Regions from separate parts of the Mus musculus genome. Here all the other regions are linked to region 7. Evidence: chromatin contacts called from public Hi-C, HiChIP or PLAC-seq and promoter capture Hi-C data. All regions are on one chromosome and are shown on one strand. Each heading gives the region's core, a stretch centred on a gene start, on an enhancer-like site or on the middle of the called end of the contact. The rest is flanking DNA. Distances are from core to core; before and after follow the strand shown. Region 1 overlaps Crybg1 (crystallin beta-gamma domain containing 1). Region 2 holds the start of Pdss2 (prenyl (solanesyl) diphosphate synthase, subunit 2). Region 3 overlaps Crybg1 (crystallin beta-gamma domain containing 1). Region 4 overlaps Crybg1 (crystallin beta-gamma domain containing 1). Region 5 overlaps Crybg1 (crystallin beta-gamma domain containing 1). Region 6 overlaps Rtn4ip1 (reticulon 4 interacting protein 1). Region 7 holds the start of Cd24a (CD24a antigen).

Region 1 (3,745 bases), core at 200-2,699, 420 kb after region 7:
AGTTTGGGTAAGTCTGAAAGGTTGTTTTCTGGCAATTGTAGGTTGCCCTGAGAATTCACATCTTCCTTGCTTCCCTCTTTTTGTGGGTACTTTTCCATGTGGCTGGAACCCAGACGAGATGTATTTGATGAATTGAAATTGAAGACCTTTAAGGAGTTGTGGGGTGCAAGGTGTGGCTGTTCTTTGTCTGAGCCACAGGGCAGGCCACCCTCCTTCCTGGGCTGTACCACTGATGACTGAGATACGGAGCTGTTCTGAGAAGTGCTAAAAGATGTGCTCATTGTGTTGACTGACGTCACGGAGGGAGAAAAGACTTTGTCTTGTGGCAGAGAAGAAAGCATGCTTGAGAAAAGCGTGCTGTTTTCTAGCCGTGACCTCTTAACGCCGCCGCTGTTGATGTCCCTGTTCTCCTTGTCACTTGCTTCTGAAGTGGTCTGTGGCTCGCTCTTCCCATTACTGTTAGTGTGCAAGGACTTGAAGACGATGCTCTGCTCGGTGGATGCACGCTTGGCTCTCAGTTTGGATATGGGGTCGTGGTTCTGCAACAAGTGCAAAGCTGGTGACACCTCTGCCAGGCTTTCCTTCTTCTTCCCTAAACCAATGGTGAACACGTTGGGATCAAACACCTTTTCCAAACTGTCCTCGTGAATGGGAGGCATAGCGAAGTGAGGGGCTGGAGAGTTTGGGACCCGGGCCTTCTTCTTTTTCTGGGGCACACATACTGCACTGTCCATCTTTTTAATAATTTCAGTGAATTTTTCCATATCAGAAGAAGAATCCAAGACACTATTGTCACTACCAGCAGAAATGTTCAAAAGCCTGGTAGGGGTAAGTGGGCTGGTCGCATCTTGACCTGGCCTTTGGGGGCCTTCTGCATGACTTCTGCTGCTGGGAGAGTGGGTGAGGATGAACTCCGCTGTCTGGGGCATCCCACTGCTGCTCTGGATGGGCGGAGCCTTCTCAGGTCCTGACTGTGTGATGTGTGGTCGAGACTGTGCCACATGTCCTTCTCTGTGATGGATGTCCTTGGGTGATGTGTCTGGTGCATCCTCGTGCTGCGGAACACAAGTGGTGACAGACACCACTTCAGGCTCATTACTGTGACAGCTTGGCAGCTGTGCCTCTCTAACTTCAGAGCTCTCTGAGATGACCTGAGAGCTCACATCCTGAGGATTCTCCACGGGAAGCACAAAGGACCGGACCTGGACGAGGACTTTGGAGGGACAGTCTTTCCCCATAGTTTCTGGGCTGTGCTCTGGAGTGGAAGGGGGACTGGCTTCTCCCACTCCAGGTTTGGAGATGGGAGTTTTCTCAGTGTGAGGAGAGACTGGCGAAACACACCCATTGTGGTTTTCTGACACTTCTAGAGCAGTGCAGGGAACACTGCATATGGGAACTTGAACACAGCCATCTTGGGGAGCGTCCACAGAAATGGGTGCAGAAGGCGGGAGAGATGACTCCCTAGCTGACTCAGCCGCTGAAGCTGGCTGTGAGTCAGAAAATGCATCCTGTGGCTTTGGGGGAGCCTCTCTGGCATCACAAATGGCAGCGATGTCCTGTGCAACATCACTTGTGTTGTTAAGGACGGGGCCTTTGCTGTCAGCAGCCTCTGGCTGGCCCTCTCCTGAGAGCTCAGAGTCCTTCACAGGAACCAGAGCAGTGGGCCCTGGGTGGGAAGGATAGGCAGTGTCTGTTTGTACATCCAGCTTATCACTTTGCTCAGGCTCAGGGCGGAGGACCTGATCCTTGGTGGACTCTCCTTCCCCTCCTCTGGTGGCTGGACGAATCTCTTCTCTGGGGACAGGGACTGCTGTGCCTTTCCCTTCTGCAGATGGCTCTTTGACCACCAGGCCATTCTGGTGGCTGGTTGACACAGCTTTCTTTTCGGGTTGCTCCATTTCTTTGGCCTTTTTGGCTAAGTTCAGCTTCGCCCTCCCAACAAATGTCTTACTAGAGGGAGGATTGTTCCTTGTGTTACGGACGTCGGGGTGGCGGGGGCTACTGTTAGCCCGCTTGTTTTCAAATAAGGAGATTTTGTTGGCTGTGTTCCCCTTATGAACTGGCTGGCTAAATGAGTTGTGCTCATTTCCCAAACTGTCAGGATTCTTCGGAGTTTTCAGATTTAGTTCCACATGTTTGGGTCTGGCGGGGCTGCAAGGACAAAGCAACAGGGCAGTTAGCAGCCTGGTGTTAAGTCGACATACAAACCAGCTGCCAAAGAGACCACAAAGTCCGCATCCCCTGGTGTGTATCTGCTTTCCCATGAAACTTCCTAAACAATCCTACAAACACTAGCACATATTTTTAATATAAAGTATCTTACCTACATATGACAGATGAGACTATAAATCTAAGAAACTATTAATTTACCAAGTATTCATATTCATTCACAGTGAGTGGCACTGAACTGGCAGACATTACAAGGTATAAGGAACAAATTTAAATACTTAATGCCTTCCCATATTTTAAATGCGCAGTATGTATTTATGCATGCATGCATGCATGTGTGAAGTCAGAGGACAACCATGGGTGTCAAGGTTCGACTTTGCTGAGACAGTCTCTCGATGTTCAGCACTGCACACCCAAGTTGTCAGGTCTGGGAGCTGCCAAGCTTTTCTTGGCTCCATCTTCCATCTCACTACGGGAATGCTGGGATTAGAGACACTCATTCCCATGACCACCTTTTCTATGGGTCTCAGGTCCTCACACTGTATCCACTGAGCTGTCCCTCTGAACATGGAAAGTGTTTTTAAATCTTTCCTAAACCTGCTGCTCATCAGCATTCTGCCTTATTCCCAGTGGTTTCATATGCATAAATATTTTACTAGAATGAAAATGGCAGTGTTCATAGGGCTTGCTTGGCTGCTTGCCTTTTGCTAAGACAAAAGGATGAGTTAACATTATAACTTCCAGGGTCCTAAGACTGACTTCCTTGGAATTTTACACAAACATTAGTAGAAGCAAATTTTTTAACCATACGGCTATACCATAATTTGTTAACTGACTTTGTTAATGTGTCTAGGGCAGAGTCTCCCAGCTCATTCACATTTCTTAGGTCTAATTACTTATTACTGGGAATAATGTCTTTAGTGTACACAATGTGTTCTTTCACAATAGCAGAATGTGTTGTGTTGGCATTTGCCTGCCTTGGCCTCAGTCCTGGCTCTCACACTAATATCTGTGTGAATTTAGCCAAGGCATTTCACATATCTGGCCCATTGCTCTCTTTTGTATCTGTAACTTAAAAGGTAATACAAAACAAAACCCCTACATAATTTAGAACAGAATTAGTTTTTATTTCACACAAAACTTATGGTTAAGGGAATTTTGGAAGTCCCCTTAAGGGGTTACACTGAGGGCTAACAGAGGCTACAGGACCAGAAGGCTCCCCATGGCTGCTTTCAGACAGAGCCACTCCCACTTTTTTGTTTTATGAACCATTTTATATAAACATTCCTCAGGGCAGGCAGAGGAGCTTGTCAGTTTGTAGCCAAATGAAAACCACCGTTTGCCAAGCACTTGGGAAGTTATTTAATTTGGTTTACCCAATGTACAACTTGCCTGTTCTTTTCTAAAGAGAGAAAGCTGAGACCTAGAGAAGGTAGGTGACTCCTCTGAGGTCACCTAGCTGGTGACAAGGCCTGGGTTTGAAGCAGGAGCTCATGTCTCAGAAGCCACATTACAGTATGTGGTCAGACTAGACGGGCCTGGAGCCCCGCAGCCGCTTTCCTTATCAATGGTGTGT
Region 2 (3,790 bases), core at 1,134-3,633, 360 kb before region 7:
TCTATTAAAATCAATACAGCAATGAACAACCTTTTGCTTTAGTTACTTTGCCTTTTGGAATAGGTTCCTAGAGTTGATATTTCTGGGTCATAATGCAAATGTGTATACAATACTGTGATTATCTAACTGCTGTGTGCTACTTTGCATTCTTAGTGGTATTAGATGTCCTTACTCCTCACAGCCTGTCACTTGAAATTCAGACATCTCTTTAGCTATAAAGATTGAAGGATATATATATATATATATATATATATATATATATATATAAATCAGGAGGACTAAAGAACAAATATCATTTTAATTTTCCAAAACTGATTACCACTAGATACAATGCAACCTTTTAACTGTTAAGTATAAAGGAAAGTGCTGGTTATTTAAAGTAAATGGGAGCAGAAGTCCCATGAATAATCAAAAACGTGGCTAACAGACCAAGACCAGAGAATAATGCACTTGGCTTTTGTGAAGAAATTAAAGTACATACTGTGAATTTTCATTAAAGCAAATGTGTGAAAAGTTACTCTTAAGGTACCATGATCTTGAAGAAGCAGCCTCAGATGCTCGATATATTACACTCAGTCTCTCTCTTTCTCTGGATTTTTCTGACTTCCTTCTCCTTGGACAACCCAGCTTAGGTCTTAGAACTCTTTAGAATGATAAAATATTTCACCTTTTACATTTATTTTTACATAGTAGTATACTTGGATTTTATTGCTAGGAATCTTACATAGGAACTCCCTTATGGGGAGACTGTTTTTAAATATAATTCACCTTTAATTAATATGCTGTTTTATCTATGGAGCCCTCACTCTGGAGCCCTGGCTAGCCTAGAACTGGCTATGTAGACCAGGCTGCTCTTGAACCTAGAGATCCTTCTGCCTCTGCCTCCTGAGTGCTTGTAAGCACCACCATTCCTGGCTCAAAAACAGAATCTTTAAATCACAGGAGACTTGGCACTCAAAGGGAGTTTGCCGCTAAACCTTCTGTGGCTAAAAGCATCTTGTGTGAACAATTTCTCTTTGTTTTTCTAGTTCATTTACATAATGTGAGCTTAAAAAATACCAACTATGAATTTTGAAAGCTCACATGAATTTTAAAAACCATTCCTGAGTGTAAAATGTAGGTAACAAGTCGTTTATTATTTTTATATTACTGATCTTAATGTTACTTTTTTCTTCCCAAGGGATTGAATTTAAGGTTTTGTAATTTTTAATTTTTTTATGATTAACAAGGACTTCAACACTTGTTTTGTCTAATTAGAAAGGGCAAGATGCTAGACGTGCTTGAATAGGTGGCACCCGAAGAGCAGAGTGGCCCTCTGGCCCTCGTCTGTAATCCCAGGACTTGAGAGGTGGATGGGGTCAAGAAGTTACAGGTCAGTTTGCTACACAGTAAGAAGTCTCAGGCCACTGTGGCCTAGGGGAAAAAAAAAACGTTCCATCCAACACTGAAAGCGTCGTCACACTGACAATTTTACTTTAGCAATGAGAAAGAATTTTTGGTAACATATTACTTAATGTTGTGGTTAAGAGTATGTATTCAAATAACCAAATTGTTAGGTCGGGTATGTGGTTCCGAAGTAGAGCACTAGCCTAGCATTACTGCATGAGGCCTGGCCTCTATCCCTAGTACCCAAAGGAGAGGAGAAAAAAAGATACCAGATCCTCTAGGTTCACATTTTGCTTAATGTGACCATAACAACTTACAATTTGGCTGTGCCTCATTCCGTTCCCCCCCATCCCCCCTAAAATCCGGGGAATAGTATTATCTTTAAAACTCAACAAAAGATTAAGTGAGCTAATATGTGAAATGCACTCATGCCAGTGAATTTTCAGTCCCGGAGCAAGCGACGTTTCATTCCATTCTCACAGCATCCTTATTTTCTGGATTTTTCACAGAAATCCTGGCACTTCGGCCAGGAAGCTGAGGGAAGCAGGGCTCAGCCTCACCGATCCACTTGCGTTCCAGCTCTGGGGGGGCCGCGGAGGAGACGTCGTCGCCCAGCTAGCGGGGCCGCCCTCCCGGGTCCGCGGCCCCCACCAAGGGCCTAAGGCGCCCAGGAGCAAAAGGCTTCCGGACGAGCCTGCGCCACGGGCCTACGATCTCGCCGCGGACCCACGATACAGACATTTATTTACATAAGCTTCACTCTGCGTTGGGCCGGGAGAAACGCTGCAGAGACCCCGAGAGCGCCTAGATCCAGGGCTAGCGGGGTGCCAAAGGGCGGACACCGACGTCCTGGGGCACAGGCTCCCTTCCATCTCTCGCCTTCCGGTCATCACTGAGGGTCCGCCCCTTAGTGGGGAGGTCCCAGCTGTGCCGTAAAGTAAAGAGCACTCTTTGCCGCTCATCAGCCCGCCCCTATCTTTACGGCAGGCCGCATTTCATGCCTCCAACATGGCGCCCCCCATGTAGGCACTGGCTGTGGTTACCAGCGCAGGTATCCAGTGCAGTTCTGAGCAGCCGCTGGGGTTACGCCAGTCTGCGCTGCAGAAGCAGCAAACGTTATTCCTGGTTACGGCTCCAGAAAGCCATACTTCTCTGAGGGTTTGGAATCGCCGTCTCCTGTTAGATTCTGAAAGTTTCTCCTCAGCCCTTGTTTGCTTCCCGTGTCATTTCTGGCCACCTTCCTCAGGTCCCCGACCCTCTCAGACTCAAAACTATGAGCCTCCGGCAGCTGCTGTTGCGCTTGTCCGGTTACCTCGGGGCTTCAGGTCCCCCCAGTCGCCACTGGTGGTACTTCAGATCCCTCGACAGCATCTCCTCGGCGGGCTCCTGGCGCGGGCGCTCCTCCAGGTCACCGGCCCATTGGAACCAGGTGGTGTCCGAGGCGGAGAAGATCGTGGGCTACCCCGCATCCTTCATGAGCCTGCGCTGCCTGCTGAGCGACGAGCTCAGCAATATCGCCATGCAGGTGCGGAAGCTGGTGGGGACGGGACACCCTCTGCTTACCACTGCCAGGTGAGCGACCCATGGTAACTCTGGGTCTGGCCAGTTCCTTGATTCTAACTTTCTTTTGAACTTTTAAGGTATTCTTTGGTGTCCCTTTAACATTCTTCTACTTGGCCCAGGATAAATGGTTTTCGTAAAAGAAAAACTTGAACGTGTTTTACAGTTTCTCTTCACTTTTAGAGATGCAGATGCTTCATGGCTTGTCAAGGTATCAGAGATGTATACTTATTTAGTCACAGTCAAGAAGTGGTATTTTAAAAATGGAATAGAGCCGGGCAATGGTGGTGCATGCCTTTAATCCCAGAGCTTGGGAGGCAAAGGCAGTGCGATCTCTGAGTTCAAGGCCAGCCTGGTCTACAGAGCAAGTTAAGCTGTTTACCTACAGAAAGATTAAGACAAGAGAGACAGGCAGAATAGACAGCTCCGGGCAGTGGTGGCGCACGCCTTTAATCCCAGCACTTGGGAGGCAGAGGCAGGCGGATTTCTGAGTTCGAGGACAGCCAGGGCTACACAGAGAAACCCTGTTTCAAAAAACAAACAAACAAAAAAACCCCCAAATATCCAGGTATTGGACTATCTAGATTGAAGTCAGTTTCCTCTGACGCTTTTACCACTTAATGCCAGACTAGTGTTAAACTTGTCACTAGGGTTTAAAAAAAAATTTATCACTTAAAAAACAACTCATACCTCATGTTTCGTAGTTTATTTCAAGCACACAGAAAAGTTATGAGAATAAAACTAGTACAAAGAGGATTAGGGGAGATGTCTTTGCCAAAGTACTTGTTGAACAAGTCCTACAACCTGGTTTGGATCGCCAGCAACAAAAGTGGAGGTTTTTCAT
Region 3 (3,743 bases), core at 977-3,476, 370 kb after region 7:
CACTTGTGTTAACTTCTCTGTGCTCACTGTGTTGAGGATGATGTGATTTTGATCATACTGCGCACCCCCTGAAGGAAAGAAAAAAAGTCAAGAACTGTGCCGGAAAAGAAGGGAGAAAGTGTTTGTTGAAACATCCGAAGAACAAAGAGAACCGGGAGTAAAAGTGCTGTAGGGAAAGGGGAGAGAGGCTCGGGATGGGGCTGCACAGGGTGATGAGGTCAGCTTGCTGGGGCTGTGGCTAAAATCCATACAGCCCTTTACCTTCTGGCTCTCACTTTTCTACCCAGCCATACAGGCCAGTCTAACCACTATTACCATATCTGAAATGGGGACACGAGGGTAAAATCTAGAGAGAGGGGAAAGCAAAGATGCTGTAAGACAGAACTGGGGATCGCGGATGGGAGATACCAGTGAGGTGGGCACAGCTGGTGGCAGTGGAAAGAGGAGAGAAAGGCTGTGGGGGAGGCAGCAGAGGAAATGAGTTCTGCATGCATGATAAAACACAGCTGTAATTAGGTTAAAGGTTTGAATGATACCCCAAAGGATGCAGAGGACACAGGAGACCCCCACTGCTGGGGGAACTTGGGTGTGTAAAGCAGTGCTGAGTGGCGCTTTGTAGGAAGCCTCTATTTGTCCCACTAGCATGTTTGAAGGGGTCCTTTCACAGGTGCTTGCTGAAAATGTGAGGGACCTTTGTGTTAGAGGTAGCCAGTACCTTTCAATAGAAGGATCAATAAAACAGAGGGTTATCTGATTTTTCCCCAGTGTGGATTAACCATCCTTTCCAATGATTCATCTGCTTAAGCAGAAGCCTCGCCACCAAGGACCGTGTGGAAATTAAAATCTGCATTTGGATGCAGAGCACAGAATCCTGTGTTATCCTCAGATAAGAAACAGCATTCATCTCTCCCTTAAGCCATTTACAACAGCAAAAGAGGCTGAGAAAGTAGCCATCGAAGGAAATCATCTCCTGTTTAAGAATCTGGCTTGGTGTTAGCCAGCACCACAGTTCTCCAGAGCAGGGTGCAGTGCAGTGCACAGAACCAGGAAAAGCTTGCAAGCCTCGCTTTCAGCCCCAGCAAGTCCTGCCCAACACCAAGACACACAGGCCTCAGCTGGAGACGTGGTGTGGCACTTAGCACACGTCTTGTTCTTGCAGAGGTCCTGGGTTAGACTCCCAGCACCAATATGGTAGCTCAAAACCACCAACAATTGATGCCATGGAATCCAGAGTTCTTTTTGGACCTTGGAGGACACCAGACATTCAAGTGCACAGACATACATGTGCATAAAACACTCAGGCACATTGATACACCTAATTTTATTTTTTTTTATAAAGACAACAGACTCCAATCTTAAGGACGCTGTCTTTTCATTCTTGAGCATCTGGTGCCTTTACACGCTTCCTGTGTTTAGTGTTGTTAGCATCACAAAGTTCTTGAGTAGCAATCTGAATAATTGTTTTACATTTGAAAAGAATTTAGAACATTTTTTTTCTTTTAGGAGACATTTCTACTGACCAATACAGAAGACAGTGAGGGATGGGTGAATACTTAAAGTGAAGAATCCTGCCATGTGTTTAGAGACAGGTAGGAGAGGTTACTTTTCTTTAAGCTTCCTTCCCTGAAGGCTAGGTCTCAGGCTACCACTGCCAGTAGTCCTGACACACCTGTCACCTGTGCATTCTGAGGTAGCACCCATCCCCACCCATCTGTCTGAGAGCAGTTCTGTTGTTACAGGTATATTTGAGTTCTTGGCACATTGGACTGAGGAGGTATAATTTGAAAGAAAGTTTACATCCTAATTAGAATAAATCACTACTGTTCCATTAAATGGCAGCTTATACTAAAAAGACGCTGTCTGGTGTGGCTGAAGCAGAAACGTTACAGAGTTAAGACCAGCATCGGGTTAATTGCCTGGAGCTACCTTTTCTCTGTTGGCTAGTGTTTAGTGTCTGTGTCTTACATAGTAGTTTGATTTGCCCTACCAGGCGTTGGTATCATGAGTCGGCTTCCGCTGTTGTCATAGGATACCTGGTCTGGAGTCCTATGCCAGCATTCACTAAAACAACTCACTCCCCACATACAAGGCAAGAGGAAAGACTTGATAAGACTTAGCCTAACAAAGGAAAACCACAGAAGAGCAGAGAGCTGGGCCCATGCTTTTCTTGCTAGGGTGCTGGCCATGCAGCCTGCTCTTGTCCAGAAGGTGGCACTGTTTCCCCACATTCTGAGAAACCTAAATTCAGGGGCACAAGAAAGTTGCTGCTTCACATGGCAGAAGCCACAGAGAACCCACAAACCTACAGGCTAGCACCTTCACTCCAGAGGGTGGGGCTCTAAAGAGTCCCATAGATAGCAGAGACAGCCATTTTCTTCACTTTGGTACCCAGTGTCTAACAGCCTGGCACATAGTGAAGACAAAAATTAAATGAGTGCCCTAAGGACCACAGTGAGCTTAGAAACACAAGGTTTGTTCAGCTGCATCGGGGAACTAAATATTGTTATCCCCTTCCCCCAACACACATTTACTCAATACCTTATCTTTCCAACTTAGTTAAATTTTTCTGGGGCTCATTCTTAGGGAAGGTGAGGCTAGGGATAGATCCAAGTCTGCCTTCACCAGCACAAGGAAGTCTCAAAACCACACGATGCTGGCAGCATGAATGATCCTATAGGAATAAAGGCCTGCCGGGGTCAGTGCTTCTCAAATGGTTCACACTTGGAGCTGTCTGTGAGCTGGGCCTCTGTATGACTATAGACACAGGGAGGGAGGGAAGGAAGGAGGGAGGGAGGGAGGCTACCTCTAGCTGTCCATTTCCCACACCCAAGCTTCCACTTGCCTTTTATGCGAAGAGCTTGGTTTCTATGAAGCCTATAGTCACATCACTTAATTTTTGATGCTGTCTGCATTTGCCTGCCTCCCTCCCTCCCTCCCTCCCTCCCTCCCTCCCTCCCTCCCTCCCTCTCTCCCTTCCTTCATTCTGCCTCTCTGAGCACCCTCTAGCTCCTCGGGCTTTGTGTTTCCTCTCACTACTGAGTGGGTTGGCCGCCTACCGACCGGGACCACCAGGACTGTAAAGCAGGGCTGCTTCCTGTGTAGCTACCAGTGCCCTGTTTCCCATGTCCAGAGTGTCTTAAGGACCGAGCTGTCACGGTTTCTTTGCACTGACTTCCTTGTTCTCAGTGCATAGGTGGCATGCTGTGGCCCCTGACGACCACCAGCCCACTGGTACATCCTCTCCTGTTGGGGAATAGCCAGGGTGTTAACCACTGAAGGCACCTAGGTGTGGCAGAGGATAGGCCTATAATTTCAGAATTTAGGATGCTGAGGTAGGTGAGCTGCCCAGAGTTAAAGGGCAGCCTAGACTAGAGTGACCCAAAATAAACATAAAGTGACTATAACGAACAAATAAATGATAACTTATTCCAGTACCACGACTAAGCTTCCCTTCATTTACTTGCAAACAGCAACAGTGCCCGACCACTGTGTTCCCAAATACTGGGTGGGTGGGCTTTTTCAAATGTGTTTTAAATGTGGTAAGATTCTTGAACCATCACCCCCAGCAACACCTAGGAACTTGTTAGACAACCACGTTTGGGAGCCACCTCCAGACCGCCTAGATCAGGAGGAACTCTAATGCTGGTGCCACTAATCTGTGTTTTAACACACCCATCCATACCTGAGAGACTGACTGCAGGACCAGCTTTCCTTCCCAAGCACTCTCTGTAGAGAAGCCTCAC
Region 4 (3,847 bases), core at 373-2,872, 400 kb after region 7:
GCTGGGGGATGGAGCTGGACTCATGGCTTTGCAGGAAGAGCTGGGGGATGGAGCTGGACTTATGGGTCAGCAGGGAGAGCTGGGGGATAGAGCTGGACTCATGGCTCTGCAGGAAGAGCTGGGGGATGGAGCTGGACTTATGGTTCAGCAGGGAGAGCTGGGGGATAGAGCTGGACTCATGGCTCTGCAGGAAGAGCTGGGGGATGGAGCTGGACTTATGGTTCAGCAGGGAGAGCTGGGGGATAGAGCTGGACTCATGGCTCTGCAGAAAGAGTTGGGGGATAGAGCTGGACTCATGGCTCTGCAGGAAGAGCTGGGGGATGGAGCTGGACTTATGGTTCAGCAGGGAGAGCTGGGGGATGGAGCTGGACTTATGGTTCAGCAGGGAGAGCTGGGGGATGGAGCTGGACTCATGGCTCAGCAGGGAGAGCTGGGGGATGGAGCTGGACTCATGGCTCTGCAGGAAGAGCTGGGGGATGGAGCTGGACTCACAGCTCAGCAGGCAAAGGCTGAGCTCAATCTCCCCCAAACAAGCTGAAAAGCTTAAAAGCTCTCTTCTGTTGCCAGCAATGGGCTCATCAATTAGCAAATCCAACCAGGAATGGTAAAGTTAATAGAACAGTGAACCTTGGAGGCCATGCTAAGATAACCGGTGCCATTAGCCTTTTCCTGAAGTTTAGTGGGAGGAAGACTTAGTGGTGAAGTCACATTAGCATCATATACTTAAAGATCGCAGAATAATTTCTCTCTTCCCTACCCCCTCACTTCTGGATGCACACCCACTTATATTCTCTCTCTCTCTCTCTCTCTCTCTCTCTCTCTCTCTCTCTCTCTCTCTCTCTCTCTCTCCCCTCTCCTTCTTACCTTTGGATCTGTAGGGAATTCAACTTTACGGCCACCCTAAAACAAAACAAAACAAAAAACAGCATAGTAAAAAACTCAGTTTCCACTGAGAGTGTTCAGTATTATCACAGTAGTTACAGTAGGTGAAGCACACAGTGTGATTGGTTACTTTATGGTTTGTTTTAATTTATATAAGATGATGCCAAAATTATCAAACTGAAATGAGGACACAAGACCATCTACAGCAGAGACGTACTGGACATGCACAGCTACTGTGTGCTTCTGTTCTGTTCTGTTGTTTTTGTTTTTGTTTTTGTTTTTGTTTTTGTTTTTGTTTTTGTCTTTGTCTTTGTCTTTGTTTTGTTTGTTTGTTTGTTTGTTTGTTTGTTTGAGTGCAGAGAAGTCAGACCCAGGGCCTTGCAATGCTGGCCAAGCACTCCACCCCAGAGCTACAACCAGGCCCCTTGGTTTATTTTGCTCTGTATTGTTTTTTAACTAGGAAATTTTCTTATACAATTTTAATTTGTATCCCAAGAGTCAGTGCTATGTGCTTCTTGTTCTTTTGAGACAGGGTCTCACACACCAGGAAGACCAGGCTAGCCTCAAACTTGGGATCATCCTGCCCCAACCTACTAAGACTTCTTCCTCTTATTTCTCTCGCTAAATAACCCTTAGGTTTGATAACATCTCACAGGAAGTGAGTTCTACCTTCTGCCCAGGCAATCCAGCATGGGCGGTCCTTCCCAGGCCATGGTCTTGGCCCACATTCCACTGCTCCCTCTGATTCCACTCCCAGCAGCCTCGCCCTTTGTATTTCCTGCCTGGCCCTGGGAGGCATCTGACTTAGCAACCCATAGCCTACAAAAGTGTTAAAGTTCACACAGCAGGAAATAATAAGAACTATTAGATAACAGTGAAAACCTCTCAAAAGATGGCATCATTACACTTTTGTATTAAAAGAGTGGGGTTGTTGTTGTTGTTTTTAAGTAAAAAACAAAACAAAACTAGAATTAGAGAGGAGAGTGTTGCCTAAAAATACTGAACAGGCAGAAGTCAGTGGTTGATAAACTGAGAGATTTCCCTCGATGTGTTTTTGTGAGCTTAAAAGCTGCAGCCAAAATCCTCAAATGGCCCAAATAAACTGAAACCATAAATAGGCTAGCTCAACCAGCAAGCTAGCCCTTATACAACCAAGGGAGTGCCTGCCTAAAATATAGTCTTTGAGGGCTGGAGAAATGGCTCAGTGGTTAAGAGCACTGGTTGCTCTTCCAGAGGTCCTGAGTTCAATTCTATTAACTACATTGGTGGCTCATAACCATCTGTAATGGGATCCAATGCCCTCTTTTGGTGTGCATGAAAACAGAGCACTTGCATACATAAAATACATAAAAAATCTTTAAGAAAAAAATAATCTTTGGGGGGAGGTGCTCAATAAGCCTCAGTTTTAAAACCATCCATCACATTGATTTTTAAGCTTGAAATAACTCTGTCATACATTACCAAAACTAATAAAACTGGGAACTTTGAAAGTGGATTTAATTTAAAAAAAAAAAAAAAAAGGGCCTCAAGTCACCTGCATTGATCTGCAGATAACCAAATCAGGCGTGTCTAACTTTCTAATCTGTCTCCTCGGGCTGCCTCTGAAGATACTGCAGTGTGGACTTTCACAAGCAAGTTCATAGCAGAAGCTTCACCCTGGTGTTCAGTGAGCACCTAGCATCAAGTGGCCCACATCAGAGCCTAGTGTGGTAGACTCATCCCACCTAAACCTTCATCCCAACAGAGCAGCCAGGGACCAGGGACGGGGGTAGGGGTGGGGCAAGGAACTGGAAGCACAGGCTCCAGGTAAGGAGGATGAGTGTGGTGGTTTGTATACGCTTGGCACAGAGAGTGGCACTATCAGAAGGTGTGGCCCTGTTGGAGTAGGTGTGTCACTGTGGAAGTCTGCTTTAAGACCCTCACCCTAGCTGCCTGGAAGCCAGTATTCTGCTAGCAGCCTCCAGATGAAGATGTAGAGCTCTCAGCTCTGTCTGCACCATGCCTGTCTGCCTTGCTTGGATGCTGCCATGCTCCTGCCTTGATGATACTGGACTGTATGTCTGAACCTGTAAGCCAGCCCCAATGAAATGTCTTTATAAGAGTTGCCTTGGTCATGGTGTCTGTTCACAGCATAACACCCTAACTAAGACAATGGGCATTGACCCCTCACCCCAGCTCTCCTTCACCACTCAGCCCTGCCTCCTGGCACTACCTCTGTGCTGGTCCTCAGCATTCCCTGCCCAGCTCTGTGCCTGCCCTGGCCTCATACGCATCCTCTGCCAGCTCCAGTGGGGGCAATTCTGCTCCCGTTTAAGATTTGACTGTGCATTCAGATGGTTTTCCTAACTATGCCCTGCCCTGCCTCTCATCCCACCGAATGGGGTTGCTTCCACTTTCCACAAACAGTTCTTCACTCACTAGGCCTCTCTGGGCTGAAGTTGGTGCAGACATCTACTCTGTGAGGCAGAAGATGCTCTCCGTGCAAAGGGCATAGTCTTGTCCACCTTTCTTAACCAGGAAGTTGTTTCTACTCTTTCTATCCAGCAATAGATGCATGTAAAGCAATAAAAGCTACTTTTATTGTTCAAAGCCACATCTGGTAGATTATGGAGGTCAAGCTAAGAGACTTGCTGCCTTCAGAAAACCAGCTTCAATGTCATGTTACCATTTTCAGAGGCCGCATGGATCCGATGTACGCTTCCTCGGTATCCCAGAAGGATAGGTCAGGGTATTCTCCGGGCTCCAGAATGAAGGGGACACCTTGGAATCCAGGCTCTTCATAGATCAGCCATCTGAATAACCACCACGGAAGCAAAGAAGCAGAACTCGTGGTTAATTTCTGTTCCCTCCTGCCTGGCACACAGGACCCCACTGACAGGAGGGCAAGGACAGAGGAGAGTATGGCCACTCTCCCAGAAATGGCTGTGCCTGGGCTTCAGAGAAGCCTGGCCTATGAGTTCCTCTT
Region 5 (3,615 bases), core at 238-2,737, 450 kb after region 7:
TCTTGCTTTCTTGATTAAAATAAACACCCAGTCTTTCTCCACTCAGGAACACTCCAGGTGTTTTCTTTACTAACAAAAAGGAAAATTTTATTCTTTGCAGTAAGACAGCGATAGTTTTCATTTTTGTAGGAGTCTGGGCTGAGTATGGAGTAGCACACCCAGAATCATTCATAAATCTATACTGTTCTCCTCCACTTAAAGGGCTCTCACCAAGAATCTGATTATGCTACAAAGAAGAAAATAGCTTCTAATGTCTGGCACATTTTAGGAAATAGATAACCAAAATGAGATGCCCCTTGAGCAGATTTTTTAAAAATAGGTTTTGTCTGAATAAGAAATAGGGATCTTTAGGAAGGCAAGAACATATAGATTTGGATTTTGAAAGCGGACTTTAGAAATGGTGAGAGGACAAGATCAGTGAGAGTCTTCTAGTGTGTGGGATGGCAGAAGCCATCTTCTCAGCAGCAGCTACAAGTGCAGTTCTCGGCAGGTTGGTTGCCTGCAGTGCCAGGCTCTCAGCAAAAGTCTATTGTGCTTATACAATCATATTTTTATGCGATGCTCTGGAAAAATCAAGAAGGAACCTGTTTCCAAGCACAAGATGACTTGTAGTACAAGGAAGTATGGGGAGAGAGGTGGGAAAGGATGGTCTCAGGGAGGACCACAGTGAGCGGTGAGGGGTGGAGGAGGACTCAGCAGGTGGAATGTTACCTGCTATCTTTTGTTTTCCGTGTTACAGGACAGGTGCTCTTGAATGCCTGGGAATCTCCGGGGATAGCACGTGATACATATTTTATATATTTATATCTTATTTTTATAAACTGTAACCATGAGTGTTAAGTCAACTATGACTCACGAATTTTGGTAAGCATTTCCTAGAGCTAAATTCGTTGAATTGAAAGAGGAGCATATTATTGTATTATCTTGTTTTTTATAGTGGTTTCCCATAGCGTAGGGCACTTGAATACCTGTTCCCCAGTTGGTGGCACTGTTTGGCAGTGTTGTAGTGTTCTATTGCTGTGAAGAGACACCATGACCAAGACAACTCTTATAAAGGAAAGCATTTAATTGGGGGTTTGCTTCTAGTTTCATAGGGTTGGTCCATTATCATTATGGTGGGGAGTCTGGTGGCAGACAGGAAGGCATGTTGCTGGAGGAGTAGCTGGGGGGAAGGAGAGAGGGAGGGGAGGGAGGGGGGAAGGAGAGAGAGAGATAGAGAGGGAGAGGGAGAGAGGGGGAAGGGGAGACAGAGAGAGAGAGAAAGAGAGAGAGAGAGAGAGAGAGCTAGAGGAAGAAGGGATCCAAATTCCTTTCTTGACTCAACTGAGGACGAAGCATGCACGTATATGAGCCTGTGGCAGTCAATCTCATTTAAATCACCACAGCCAGTTTAGAATGTGTGGCCTTGCTGGAGGAAGTATATCACTGAGGGTAGGATCTGAGGTTTCAAAAGCCACCCATCTCCACTTGGCTCTCTCTGCTTCCTGTTTGTGGTTGGAGATACATGCTCTCAGCTCTCAGCTCTCAGTTCCAGGCTCCAGCTGCTATGCCTGCCACTGCTCAGCTTCCCTGGCTGGTGATGGACTGCAAGCCCCAATCAGCCCTTCCTTCCCTAAGCTGCCTTGGCTATAGTGTTTTATTACAGCAATAGGAAATCGAAGCAGGCTTGCAGACAAGGTGCAAGTAGACAGAAGACGAGGGACTTGTCCAAGGGCAGTCACTAAGTCTGAGGCTGGCCAGCCAGTCCTCCCTTCCATCAGTTCTAACCTCCGGCTCTGCAGAAACCACCTCTGCTTTGGGTCCCTTTCATCTTGTCCCTTCTGTCAGGGCCTCCTTGCTTAGCCCATCTCTTTCTATCCTCACTCTCATCTCCATTGTAATGTCAGCTTTATGGAGCCTTGGATATCCTTGGGGTTTCTTGACAGTACAGTTCCATGCTGCAGTATTGAGTCAGTCCTCTTTAAGCATTCAATAACCTGGGGCTACAGGACTCTTATGAAGCCACCCAGGAAGAGGAAAGGTTAGGTGTACTTGAGCAACCCTTTCTCCCTCGTGACACGGATGGTTCTGAGAAGTGGCCAACATGGCTGCCACAATCCCCTCACCCATTGTCCTATGATCTCTCAGCACTAGCTAGTCCTTGCTTCAGTCAGAGTCCCTTCAGACTGTTCTACACACGCAGTTTTTCCAGACTGCCCTTTCCAGACTACCACATATTTTTTACCTGTCACCTTAGAGAAGCCTCCTGTGACTCCACCACCTGTTAGGATAATACTTCCTCATAGTCATCTCTACCCCCTTTCTCTGGTACATTATTCATCCAATTTCCTGTCTCTAGCTCACTAGATTAAAATGTGTGTATCTTTACTTTCATTTCCCCCCTGGAGCATCCTGTCCTGAGAGCATGGATGTTACCGTCTCCCTTCACTCTGTGTTCTCAGAGCCTCACAGTCTTGCAACAGGAGTCCCAAATACCCAGTGAGCGCTCCAGAAAGTTACAGAACGGATGCATTCATTTCACGGCATTGTTTTACAGTGAAAAATCCTCAAGTCTGGCTTGCTTAGCAAAGCACATACAAAGAGAATGAGCATTAGAGAAGCCCTGCAAGAAAGAAAAGACAGAAATGGAGATGGGGGCAATGGTGGGCACAGAGGCCCTAAGAGCAGTGTCCTGATCCAAGACTAGAACAGCCCCGACGGGCAAGGAGGGAGTTGCTCCTGAGACAGGGACCCACAGACAGATGTGAGGAGGAGATGCTGGCAGGGACTGAGAGACACAGGCGGCCTGCAATGCCTGCCTACTGGAGAGGATCTAGAAGAAAGAAGGTCTAAGCCTCACTTCCTTCCTTCTCTTTGATCTCCTTCCAGGATCTCTGTGTCTGGTGCCAATAGGAAGCACAATGGACCATCTAAATGGAACTAGTGGGTAGATCCACAAAAGACAGAGGGGAGGAGGAGGCCAGATCTGCAGAAGAACCTACAGGAGCAGGAGAGAGCCAGGCTCTACCTCTGGTCCTCTCTGAGGATGAGTTGGAGTTGAGAACTATATCATCGGAGATCAACATGGGGTCTGCAGACACAGAGACTGTCAAGGATGCTGCCAGAGTCCCATCAGATTCCACAGGGCATCGTCTGAGGCTGGCCAGCTTTTTTAACTATTCTCTTCAGGATTTAGATTGTCAGAGTCCTAATAAATTTAACTTTCACTCAACAGTAGCATCCAAATTTCTCTTAATATAAAATACTCAGGCTGGAGAGATGAGTCAGAGACTAAGAGCACTCACTGCTCTTCCGAAGGTCCTGAATTCAAATCCCAGCAACCACATGGTGGCTCACAACTATCTGCAATGGGATCTGACACCGTCTTCTGGTATGTCCGAAAACAGCTACGGTGTACTTACATATAACATTAAATAAATCTTTGGGCCGGAGCGAGCAGAGGTTCTGAGTTCAATTCCCAGCAACCACATGCAATTCTCACAACCATCTGTACAGCTACAGTGTACTTATATACATAAAATAAATAAATACATCTTTTTTTTTTAAGTACTCTAGCTACCTCCAGACTGGGGTGAGCCATCCTGGCTTGCCCAGTTGCCACGGGCATCACCTTCA
Region 6 (3,746 bases), core at 1,172-3,671, 350 kb after region 7:
AACCTTTGGCTCCCTGTGTTCTGTTTCTTTGTCCAAGTTTTATCTGCCTTCTAAGAACTTTGTGTATTCAAACTTCATTTTACATGAAAACTTCCTCACTAAACTTCTTAGTAGTAAAGATAACTAGCTAGTACAGTGAATTAGGAAAAGCTGGATGTTAAGGGGCAAAGGGTTGAACTGTTGTATCACGTGATATATCAAGTCTTCCTGAGGACTTAAAGCTGTTTAAAGAGAACAGGGGGCTGGAGGGCTGGCTCAGCCATTTGGAGCACTGGCTGCTCTTCATAGACTGGGGATTGTTTCTCTGAACCCTCGTGGCAGCTCCCAGTTGTCTGTAACTCCAGTCTCAGGGTCCAATGCCCCTTCTGGCCTGTGTGGGCACCAGGCCTGGATATGATACACACGTGGCAAACATTCATATGCATAAAACAAATATAAATTAATCCTTAAAGAAGAAGCTATGCTATCCACAGGTCTTAGCACATCCCCTTTTCTCAGCAAATGTCTTGCATAGGTTTTGGGGAAAGGGTGGCCTCAGTGAGCTTTTAGATTCACATCTCACATGTTTGACTCAGGACTTGCTGTTGAAAGCAGCTGATCCCTTTATTCAAGAGGCCCTGTCTGCAACCCACAGATACAAAGATTATATGTTACAGTTCCTCAGTTTCCTCAGATTTTACAGTTATATGAATCCTTGGGAGAGATTTTTGTTGTTGTTGACTTGAGGTAGGATCTCATGCATCGTAGGCTGAGCCTGAACATTCTATATAGTTAAGGATAACCTTGGATTTCTGCTCCTTTGGCACTATGCCCCAAAGTATTGGGATGGCATGTGTATGTCACCATATTACTTGGATCCATAACTATTAATTTCAAAATCTCTTGATAAATTTCAAGCATCTTGCCTGCTAGTGGACTGAAAATAAATCACAGAGCTAACAAGGTTAGCGCTGTGAAGCTGATATTATAGAAAAAAAGTATATCAGGTTTGGAGGGCAATTTCAGACAATTAAAGCTGAATAACATTAGAATTGTGTATCCTTTTATTTAAGTCTATCTTTAAATATGCTATGTGCATTTTAAAACGGAGAGACCATTTATCTAGACCTTCTTACTCTAAGGGAGAGGACCCAATTCATGTTCTAAAGCTAAAATGTCTGTATTTTCTTAATTATCTAGCGTCTGGTAGCTGATGACTGTGTGTTTGTGGATGTGCATCTATCTGCATGTGCGTGCATGTGGAGGCCAGGCTGGCGCTGTGTCTCTTCTGTCACTCACATTTGTACTTTGAGGCAGGCTCATTGATTGTGCTGTGCTGGCCGGCTGAGGAACTCCAGGGCGACTCCTGTCTCTGCCTCCCCAGCACTGGGGTCTGCGGACTCGGTCCATGCCTGACCTTTTACCTGGGAGCTGGGATCTGAACTCGGGCCCTCGTGCTTGTCTCACAGGCACTTTGCCAATCTGGTTGTCATCCCAGCCCCAGATGCGCTGTCTGACTCCACACATTTGGTTATGCAAATGAAGAGGAGTTGCAACTTTGTATTCTGGGTGCTTGTCAGATAGTCACTTCCTGAGGCTGTGTGACAGTGTTTGCTTTCTCCTTTCTCTGCCGTTTGCCCTTTGTCATTGAAGCTGCTAAGGTTGAAGCTTGTAACTCTCCTGTTTTTTCTGATCCTGGTGAGGCACTGCATAAACTGCAAGACAGCAAGGTTGTCTTACCTGTGGAAGACGAGATCTAGTGGGATTTTCTTGACAACATTTGTACCGTATCTGATAGGTAGCATCCTGCAGTTCTTGTTAAGAGGGGAACTTAAAAGTTCTCTAGAGATTACACTGAGAAGTGTACACCCGGGCCCAGTGCTTTCTTTTAAAAATGCAATGTTTTCTCTTCCCCCTCTTCTCCCCCTCTCCTTGGCAGGTAATGAAAGCATGGGGGGCTCATGTGACAGCCGTTTGCTCGAAAGATGCCAGTGAACTTGTGCGGAAGCTTGGAGCAGATGAGGTCATTGATTACACGTTGGGAAGTGTGGAAGAGCAATTGAAATCTCTAAAACTGTGAGTAGTAGAGCAATGTTTCTGTGGGGAAGGAGGCACTGTACAGTTGAGTGTGCAGGTCTGAGGGCGGTTGGCGGCTTCTGGTCACGCTGCAGCCTTCTAGAAGAGTCAAAAGATTCTTGTCATTTGGATTCGTTCCACAGTGTGTACTTTGGAAGTTACTTTTTATCCGTGCTCTGATGGATGATAAACCAGATTCTGTTGCTGGCTTATCAGAAGTCTGAGGCAGTATTGGGACGTGTGGTCCTGCTGTGGCGTCATTAAGGAAGAACAGAAAGGAGGACATAACCACATGGTTATACTAAACAGTCCCAGTGTTTTGGCTCAGTAGGACATAGGAAAGAAACAGTGGAAGAGTAAACGCTGGCAGGGAGCAGTGTGGTGCACGCCAAATGCCACAAAGCCAGCCTGTGGTTTGGCCTAAGGTAACAGATAGGATGGACCTGGGAAATCTCTCAAGCCCTGTTGCTTTTGACTGTGGTCTGTCTGAAGGTACAGCTCACAAGTATTTGGCTACAATTTCAGAGTTTCTTCTTTCTTTTCTAAAGTCCATTTTCAGAAGCCATACTGACTAGAAGTATAATTTTGAAGGTTAGAAACAAAACAGGTTGCTCCTCTCTGCAGTGCTCCCGGGCAGCCAGCTAACACCTTGTGTGTTCTGTCCTTATGGAGCTTCAGTTGTTGCCAGGCACTGTTGTAGACACTGGACACTGGTGAGCCAGACATACTTCCTCCCTCACAGAGTGTACACTCCATTTGGAGGGGTTTTAGTAGCTAGTGCTTGCCTTATTCAGGGTCACTGTGAAGAAACACCATGACCAAAGAGGCTTGAGAACAAAAGGACATATTTGGCTTACACTACATCACTGTTTTTCATGGACGTTAAGTCAGGACGGGAACTCCAACTGGGCAGGAACCTGGAGGCAGAGGCTATGGAGGGGTGTGCTTATAGGCAGTCACTAATAAGAAAATGCCCCCAGGCTCGCCTATAGCCCAATCCTATGTAGGGATTTTCTCTGTTGAGCTTCCCTCTTCTCTGATTATTCTAGCTTGTGTAAAGTCGACATAAGACTAGCCAACACAACTGACTCCTTGTCAGCTTGATACACAAACATCACTGTCAAGCCTTTCCTTTCTTGTTTGTCCCCAAGATCACATTAATAAAGATATCACAATATAAAATGTTTTACCAACTATTGAAAAGTCTCAGCCTTACAAATTCAAACACTTTGAAAGTTGTCTCTTTAAAAATACCTAGTCTCTTAAAATCTCAAGTTCATAAAATTCCAACCTGCCTCCTTTCCTTCCCGCCCAAGTTGAAGTCATCTGGGGTCCTTCAAGGGTCTTGGGTCACTTGTTTGGCTCCACCCTCTGCAGCACACACAAGCTTGCCTCTTCTAAGCTGGGGCAGGATCCACTCCACTGCTACTGCTGTTCTTGGTGCTCATGCCATGGTACTGGCATCTCCAAACTGCTGGGGGCTCTGCTGCAACTGGGTTGCACATTCACCAATAGCCTTTCCTGATCTCTCTTCATGGTGCCAAGCCTCAGCTGCTTCTCATGATCCTTTCATGTCTTCAAAACCAGTACCACCTGGGTGACTCTTATACATTATAAAGTTTGGCTGCCAGCAGGAGGTACAACTGTGGCTGCCTCAAACACAGCTCTGTGTGCTACTCTGAAGAAATATT
Region 7 (3,719 bases), core at 1,135-3,634:
TCTAAAGAAGAACTGGGGTTAACGTTAAGATTCCTTCTAGTGGCAGCTTGAGCTCTTGTTGCCTAAGAGAAAAGCGAACCGTGGAAAGCTGGAGGAGCAGGACAGCTCACCAGCAGCCAGCTCAGAGCGGGGCTCTTACACTTGAGGCTTCAGGGGTCATAGGTCAGGACACCCCCTTCTGGGCACAGAATGGCCAACATCCTGCAAACACAGAATCGGTCCGTTCCCCGGGAGATTCTGCACAGGTGGAGAACGGAACAAAACACCACATAGGAGCGAGCCTGCGGCTCAGCTCGCTGTTTCTTTCAAATCACACAGAGAGGTAAACGGGGAAGGTAACTGCTTTCTGTTTCCTGTTCCCTCCAGCCAAGGAGCAAATGCCAAGGGAGAGAGCTAAGAGCTAGGCACTGGAGCGCGCAACAGACACAGCAGTCTTTTGTGTTTGCTTTTGAGATAGGGCCTTGCTTCGTAACCTTGGATAGCCTGGAACTTGCTCATGTAGACCAGGCTGGCCTGGAACTTGCAGTGAGTGATCTTCCCGCCTGTGCCTTCTTAGAGCTTGGTTTCCAGGCATGCACTATCACAGCTGGTGTACATTAATTGCTTAATAACACATCGGTTACAGTGTCACCATCACCTGCGTTTTACAGAAGAAGCAGCCCCAGCTTTTTGTCCAAAGTAAAAAAGAAAAAAAAAAAAAAAAAAAAAAAAAAAGAATGTCTCATAGCATTTGGGCCGATACCTGGCTCCAGAGGCTGTGTTGTTAACTACGGCACCAACACATTTCCTTAAACTAATACCGAGAGGGAGGGGAGAGAGATCAAGTTGGAGGAAGGAGGGGCAAGAATGGAGAACTGAGGGGCAGAAAAAACAAGCCTAGGGCACAAAACAAAACAAAACCCCCAAACCAAATGGAAGCCAGGAATAACTCCAGGAGTAGCCCCATAGCCTGTTGTCCTGAAGAAACTCTGAAGACGGCGCCCTTGGGGTTAGGCGCTATTGAGTCAGTCCTTGCGCCACCCTGGGAGAGGAGCGCCGCCGTTGCTGGGCACAGAACGACCTTTCTATACAGTGTGCTAACTGTTAAACAGAAAGTTCACTGGCGCTATACAAAAATTCCTGTGCGCCCAAGCACACCTCACACGTGGAAAGTTACTGAGCGGTTGTGGCTGACTTGGTAAGGCTCAGGCAGCCACAAACCAACGACTGTGGAGTCCATTGTCAGCTTGCTGCCATAAAACTTTGTTTTTACGAGGCTGTTCTGCAAAAATTGAAATTTAAACAAATTTCCACCGTTGCTAGGTTTGCTTTGTTTTGCTTTAAGGTCTGTAAAACACGTGGGCTAAACTTTAAATAGGAAGGTCCTAAACCCTGTGATTAAAGATTAGAAAATATTCTACCACTAAGTTGTTTTAAAGTTTGCTTTGAAGTTTTCACAAAAGAAGGTCGAAAGAAAGATTCCACTAAAATGTACAGACGGATGACTAATCTTTCTGAATCGGTTTGTCAAATTACTTAAAGGCAACTATGGGTGGAAATGGCTTGAATAAGAAAGCGTTCGAACGCTGAGCAAGTACTGTGCCACAGAGGCAGAACAAGCACGTCCCCAGAAACGTGGAGAATACTGGGACCGAAACCCAGTCCCTCGCAATGTCCCGCCCCGTGGCCGAGCGCAGCTGGCTGTTGCCTAGGTCCGGTTGGATGCTCCCGGGTATGGCCGGGTGCGCGATGCTTGATGCAGCACTAGAGGAACTCAAAACACAAAGCAAGCAGCCAGGGGCGGCCGCCCAGCCGAGCATACTCACGGCTGGGGCCCGGGATCCTGGCGATCCCTGCCGTGCAGCCGCCAAGGGACAGTGCGTGGCGACGCCCGGTCTCCTCCTCGCCAACCCCGCGCACCACGGCCCGGGGACCTGCCAAGCCTGTCCCGTTCCCCCTTGCAGCCGGCACTTGACAAAAACCAGCCCTGAGCTCCGCGCAGTCTGCGCGGCGCCCGCGGCTTCGACTTTTCGTGTTGGGGGGTAAGATGGCAGGGCCGGGGAAACAAAGGAAACTTGGGCCGGCCGGCGTGTGTGGTTCGTGTGCTCGCCCCAGGTCCCGTGTGGGAGTCGCCTGCGCCTGTGCATGCAGCCTGCCCGGGGAAACCCTAGCTGTGCCAGAGCCCGGGGCGCCCGCCCACCTGCCGCGCTGGCCGCCCCGGGACATCCCAAGTCACCCCGGGCCGGTGCAGGCGGCGGGGGAGGGGCCGTGAGAGCCGCACAGGAGGGTGGGGGTGGGGGCGGGGAGGCGGCGGGGGAGGAGGAGAGCACGGGTGGGCGGGCGCCGCACGTCACGGCTATTGTGGCTGTCCCGGTATATAAGGTCCCGCCGGCCGGCCGCGCTCCCCACCTTGCCTGCGCCCGCGCGAGCTTAGCAGATCTCCACTTACCGAACATCTAGAGAGTCGCGCCGCGCGCCGACGGAGCGGACATGGGCAGAGCGATGGTGGCCAGGCTAGGGCTGGGGTTGCTGCTTCTGGCACTGCTCCTACCCACGCAGGTGAGACCCTGTTCTCGATTGGGCACTGGAGACGCGTCCTGGGGCTTGTGTGTGTGTGTTCGCGCGCGCGTAGGAGGGGCAAAGTCTTTGCCTCCGGCCAGGCACTGGGGTAGGGGGAGAATTTTGTGTAACTGACTTGGGGAACTCGTGGTGTGGATTCCCTCGAGAGAGCGCCCCCTTCCCTTCTCACGGAAGGTCTTCGCGCTCCCTGCGAACCACACAAAGAGAGGGAACGGTCCCCTTCGGGGGAGCGTGGCACACGCCCATCCTCCACCGTCCAAACTGGTTTGGAGATCACCCAGGAAGCCCTGGTTGTGGCTTTATCTCCCACAGGTCTTGAAGCTTAGTTAGGGACCTCCCGACTGCACAAACTCTCGCGGTGCGACCCCACACCTCCATCCCTGGCCACCTTAGGAGCCCCATCCCAACCTAGAATCCCCGGGCATTATAGAGACGGAGGGCAGGACTGTAGTGTCCCGATTCTCCGTCAGGCTTTGTCCTAGTCCACAGACGCTTCCTCTCTTAGATTTGTCCCGGGTACAGATCTTGCCCCCCAACGCCATGGGTGGCGCTGCTCTAGCTGCGTTAGGGTGAAGGCGCCGCGCCCAGAATGAGACCTGGAGCTGAGCCTGAGAGACTGGGACGGGACTCAGAGAATCCGACTGTAGCTTTTCACTGCGGTTGGTTCGCTTAGGGATGTCCCTAGGGCTTTTTGCCCCTGAAAAGTTGGGAGCGCCGGATTTTTGGTCCCTAGAGATCCAGGGTCCGGGCTCACCTGGGAGAGCAGCCCAAGAGCTTGAGGCGCGCTTCGTCTTCCCCTTCTCAGGCAGGGTAACTATACCCCATTGTCTTCTCGCTGCGGGTTGACTGTGCCCCGGGGCCTTTCTCAGTTCACCCGATCCCCCATCTAGGAGGGGCTGGGCATCGTGAAACTGGTTGGTCTCACTCAGATTCCCTTCTCCCCAGGGCGCCCCCCCCCCCCGAAATGTTGAGAGGGAGGTGTTGGTTAAACAAATCAAGGGAGATTGGTGGAGAAAAACTGTTTAATGCCAATTTAATAATTAACGTAAAATTTTGTTGATGGTGTTAGAGAGGACCTCTAGACTCAGACTGAACATTGGGCTCCTTTTTCATCATCATTATTATTATTATTTAGTTTTTTTGTCACCTGCTGTACTAAA

What was found. Promoter capture Hi-C pulls out the DNA fragments that hold promoters and counts their contacts. A called contact is a pair of places that touch in the nucleus more often than the background predicts. HiChIP or PLAC-seq counts read pairs in DNA pulled down with a chosen protein or histone mark.
Region 1: an HNF4G HiChIP or PLAC-seq map of pancreatic cancer cells shows a contact between it and region 7. The contact joins the enhancer-like site here to the promoter of Cd24a in region 7. A contact is called at or near these places in 7 of 39 promoter capture datasets (the C10 cell line, cranial neural crest, embryonic stem cells and 3 more), 5 of 15 datasets of contacts at CTCF or cohesin (the NIH/3T3 cell line, embryonic stem cells, large pre-B cells and 2 more), 27 of 484 Hi-C or Micro-C datasets (B cells, LSK cells, centroblasts and 14 more), 22 of 115 datasets of contacts at active chromatin or transcription factors (DN3 thymocytes, T-cell acute lymphoblastic leukemia, bone marrow-derived macrophages and 15 more) and 3 of 9 other capture datasets (adipose tissue, embryonic stem cells and liver).
Region 2: a Hi-C map of pre-B cells shows a contact between it and region 7, with 5 times the contacts expected there. The contact joins the promoter of Pdss2 here to the promoter of Cd24a in region 7. A contact is called at or near these places in 1 of 39 promoter capture datasets (pre-B cells), 6 of 484 Hi-C or Micro-C datasets (double positive thymocytes, embryonic stem cells, muscle stem cells and 1 more) and 1 of 115 datasets of contacts at active chromatin or transcription factors (pancreatic cancer cells).
Region 3: a contact with region 7 is called in an H3K4me3 HiChIP or PLAC-seq map of pro-B cells, with 10 times the contacts expected there. The contact joins the enhancer-like site here to the promoter of Cd24a in region 7. A contact is called at or near these places in 24 of 39 promoter capture datasets (the 3T3-L1 cell line, 3T3-L1-derived adipocytes, the C10 cell line and 13 more), 4 of 15 datasets of contacts at CTCF or cohesin (the NIH/3T3 cell line, embryonic stem cells, large pre-B cells and 1 more), 36 of 484 Hi-C or Micro-C datasets (the 3T3-L1 cell line, B cells, the Ba/F3 cell line and 23 more), 33 of 115 datasets of contacts at active chromatin or transcription factors (the 230-238 cell line, the NIH/3T3 cell line, the SCID.adh cell line and 22 more) and 4 of 9 other capture datasets (adipose tissue, embryonic stem cells, liver and 1 more).
Region 4: an HNF4G HiChIP or PLAC-seq map of pancreatic cancer cells shows a contact between it and region 7. The contact joins the enhancer-like site here to the promoter of Cd24a in region 7. A contact is called at or near these places in 9 of 39 promoter capture datasets (3T3-L1-derived adipocytes, the C10 cell line, the HPC-7 cell line and 6 more), 1 of 15 datasets of contacts at CTCF or cohesin (large pre-B cells), 1 of 484 Hi-C or Micro-C datasets (bone marrow-derived macrophages), 15 of 115 datasets of contacts at active chromatin or transcription factors (double positive thymocytes, embryonic basal ganglia, embryonic forebrain and 10 more) and 3 of 9 other capture datasets (adipose tissue, embryonic stem cells and pancreatic islet).
Region 5: an H3K4me3 HiChIP or PLAC-seq map of bone marrow-derived macrophages shows a contact between it and region 7, with 4 times the contacts expected there. The contact joins the enhancer-like site here to the promoter of Cd24a in region 7. A contact is called at or near these places in 7 of 39 promoter capture datasets (cranial neural crest, embryonic stem cells, hippocampal neurons and 2 more), 1 of 484 Hi-C or Micro-C datasets (bone marrow-derived macrophages), 13 of 115 datasets of contacts at active chromatin or transcription factors (the 230-238 cell line, DN3 thymocytes, the SCID.adh cell line and 7 more) and 4 of 9 other capture datasets (adipose tissue, embryonic stem cells, liver and 1 more).
Region 6: a contact with region 7 is called in a promoter capture Hi-C map of liver, with 8 times the contacts expected there. The contact joins the enhancer-like site here to the promoter of Cd24a in region 7. A contact is called at or near these places in 28 of 39 promoter capture datasets (the 3T3-L1 cell line, 3T3-L1-derived adipocytes, the C10 cell line and 16 more), 5 of 15 datasets of contacts at CTCF or cohesin (the NIH/3T3 cell line, large pre-B cells, pro-B cells and 1 more), 102 of 484 Hi-C or Micro-C datasets (3T3-L1-derived adipocytes, the AML12 cell line, the AtT-20 cell line and 62 more), 39 of 115 datasets of contacts at active chromatin or transcription factors (the 230-238 cell line, the HPC-7 cell line, the SCID.adh cell line and 27 more) and 4 of 9 other capture datasets (adipose tissue, embryonic stem cells, liver and 1 more).

Annotation. Positions count from the first base shown.
Region 1 is chr10:43,997,197-44,000,941 of GRCm38.p6, forward strand. Crybg1 (crystallin beta-gamma domain containing 1) reads right to left here. Exons shown (of 22, transcript NM_001368305.1): 4 at 1-2,151. Among named protein-coding and RNA genes, the nearest start is that of Gm40636, 31 kb to the left of the region's middle. Within about 2 kb of position 1,450, at least 80 of the 459 cell types and tissues checked have an H3K27ac peak or open chromatin away from gene starts, as enhancers often do. A contact at or near this core is called in DN3 thymocytes, the NIH/3T3 cell line, bone marrow-derived macrophages and 4 more, where this site is marked.
Region 2 is chr10:43,219,103-43,222,892 of GRCm38.p6, forward strand. It overlaps Pdss2 (prenyl (solanesyl) diphosphate synthase, subunit 2), which reads left to right and starts at 2,384. Exons shown (of 8, transcript NM_027772.2): 1 at 2,384-2,958. The coding sequence starts at 2,660.
Region 3 is chr10:43,951,890-43,955,632 of GRCm38.p6, forward strand. Crybg1 (crystallin beta-gamma domain containing 1) reads right to left here. Exons shown (of 22, transcript NM_001368305.1): 22 at 1-68. Among named protein-coding and RNA genes, the nearest start is that of Gm40636, 15 kb to the right of the region's middle. Within about 2 kb of position 2,227, at least 14 of the 459 cell types and tissues checked have an H3K27ac peak or open chromatin away from gene starts, as enhancers often do. A contact at or near this core is called in B cells and pro-B cells, where this site is marked.
Region 4 is chr10:43,975,934-43,979,780 of GRCm38.p6, forward strand. Crybg1 (crystallin beta-gamma domain containing 1) reads right to left here. Exons shown (of 22, transcript NM_001368305.1): 9 at 3,548-3,674; 10 at 865-900. All of the region lies in intron 3 of Gm40636 (a long non-coding RNA gene), which reads left to right. Among named protein-coding and RNA genes, the nearest start is that of Gm40636, 9.6 kb to the left of the region's middle. Within about 2 kb of position 1,623, at least 53 of the 459 cell types and tissues checked have an H3K27ac peak or open chromatin away from gene starts, as enhancers often do. A contact at or near this core is called in adipose tissue, pancreatic cancer cells and trophoblast stem cells, where this site is marked.
Region 5 is chr10:44,028,279-44,031,893 of GRCm38.p6, forward strand. The region is part of intron 2 of Crybg1 (crystallin beta-gamma domain containing 1); the gene reads right to left. Among named protein-coding and RNA genes, the nearest start is that of Gm40636, 62 kb to the left of the region's middle. Within about 2 kb of position 1,488, at least 45 of the 459 cell types and tissues checked have an H3K27ac peak or open chromatin away from gene starts, as enhancers often do. A contact at or near this core is called in DN3 thymocytes and bone marrow-derived macrophages, where this site is marked.
Region 6 is chr10:43,926,405-43,930,150 of GRCm38.p6, forward strand. Rtn4ip1 (reticulon 4 interacting protein 1) reads left to right here. Exons shown (of 9, transcript NM_130892.5): 6 at 1,919-2,055. Among named protein-coding and RNA genes, the nearest start is that of Rtn4ip1, 26 kb to the left of the region's middle. Within about 2 kb of position 2,422, at least 17 of the 459 cell types and tissues checked have an H3K27ac peak or open chromatin away from gene starts, as enhancers often do. A contact at or near this core is called in the CH12 cell line, liver, muscle stem cells and 2 more, where this site is marked.
Region 7 is chr10:43,576,785-43,580,503 of GRCm38.p6, forward strand. It overlaps Cd24a (CD24a antigen), which reads left to right and starts at 2,385. Exons shown (of 2, transcript NM_009846.2): 1 at 2,385-2,538. The coding sequence starts at 2,470.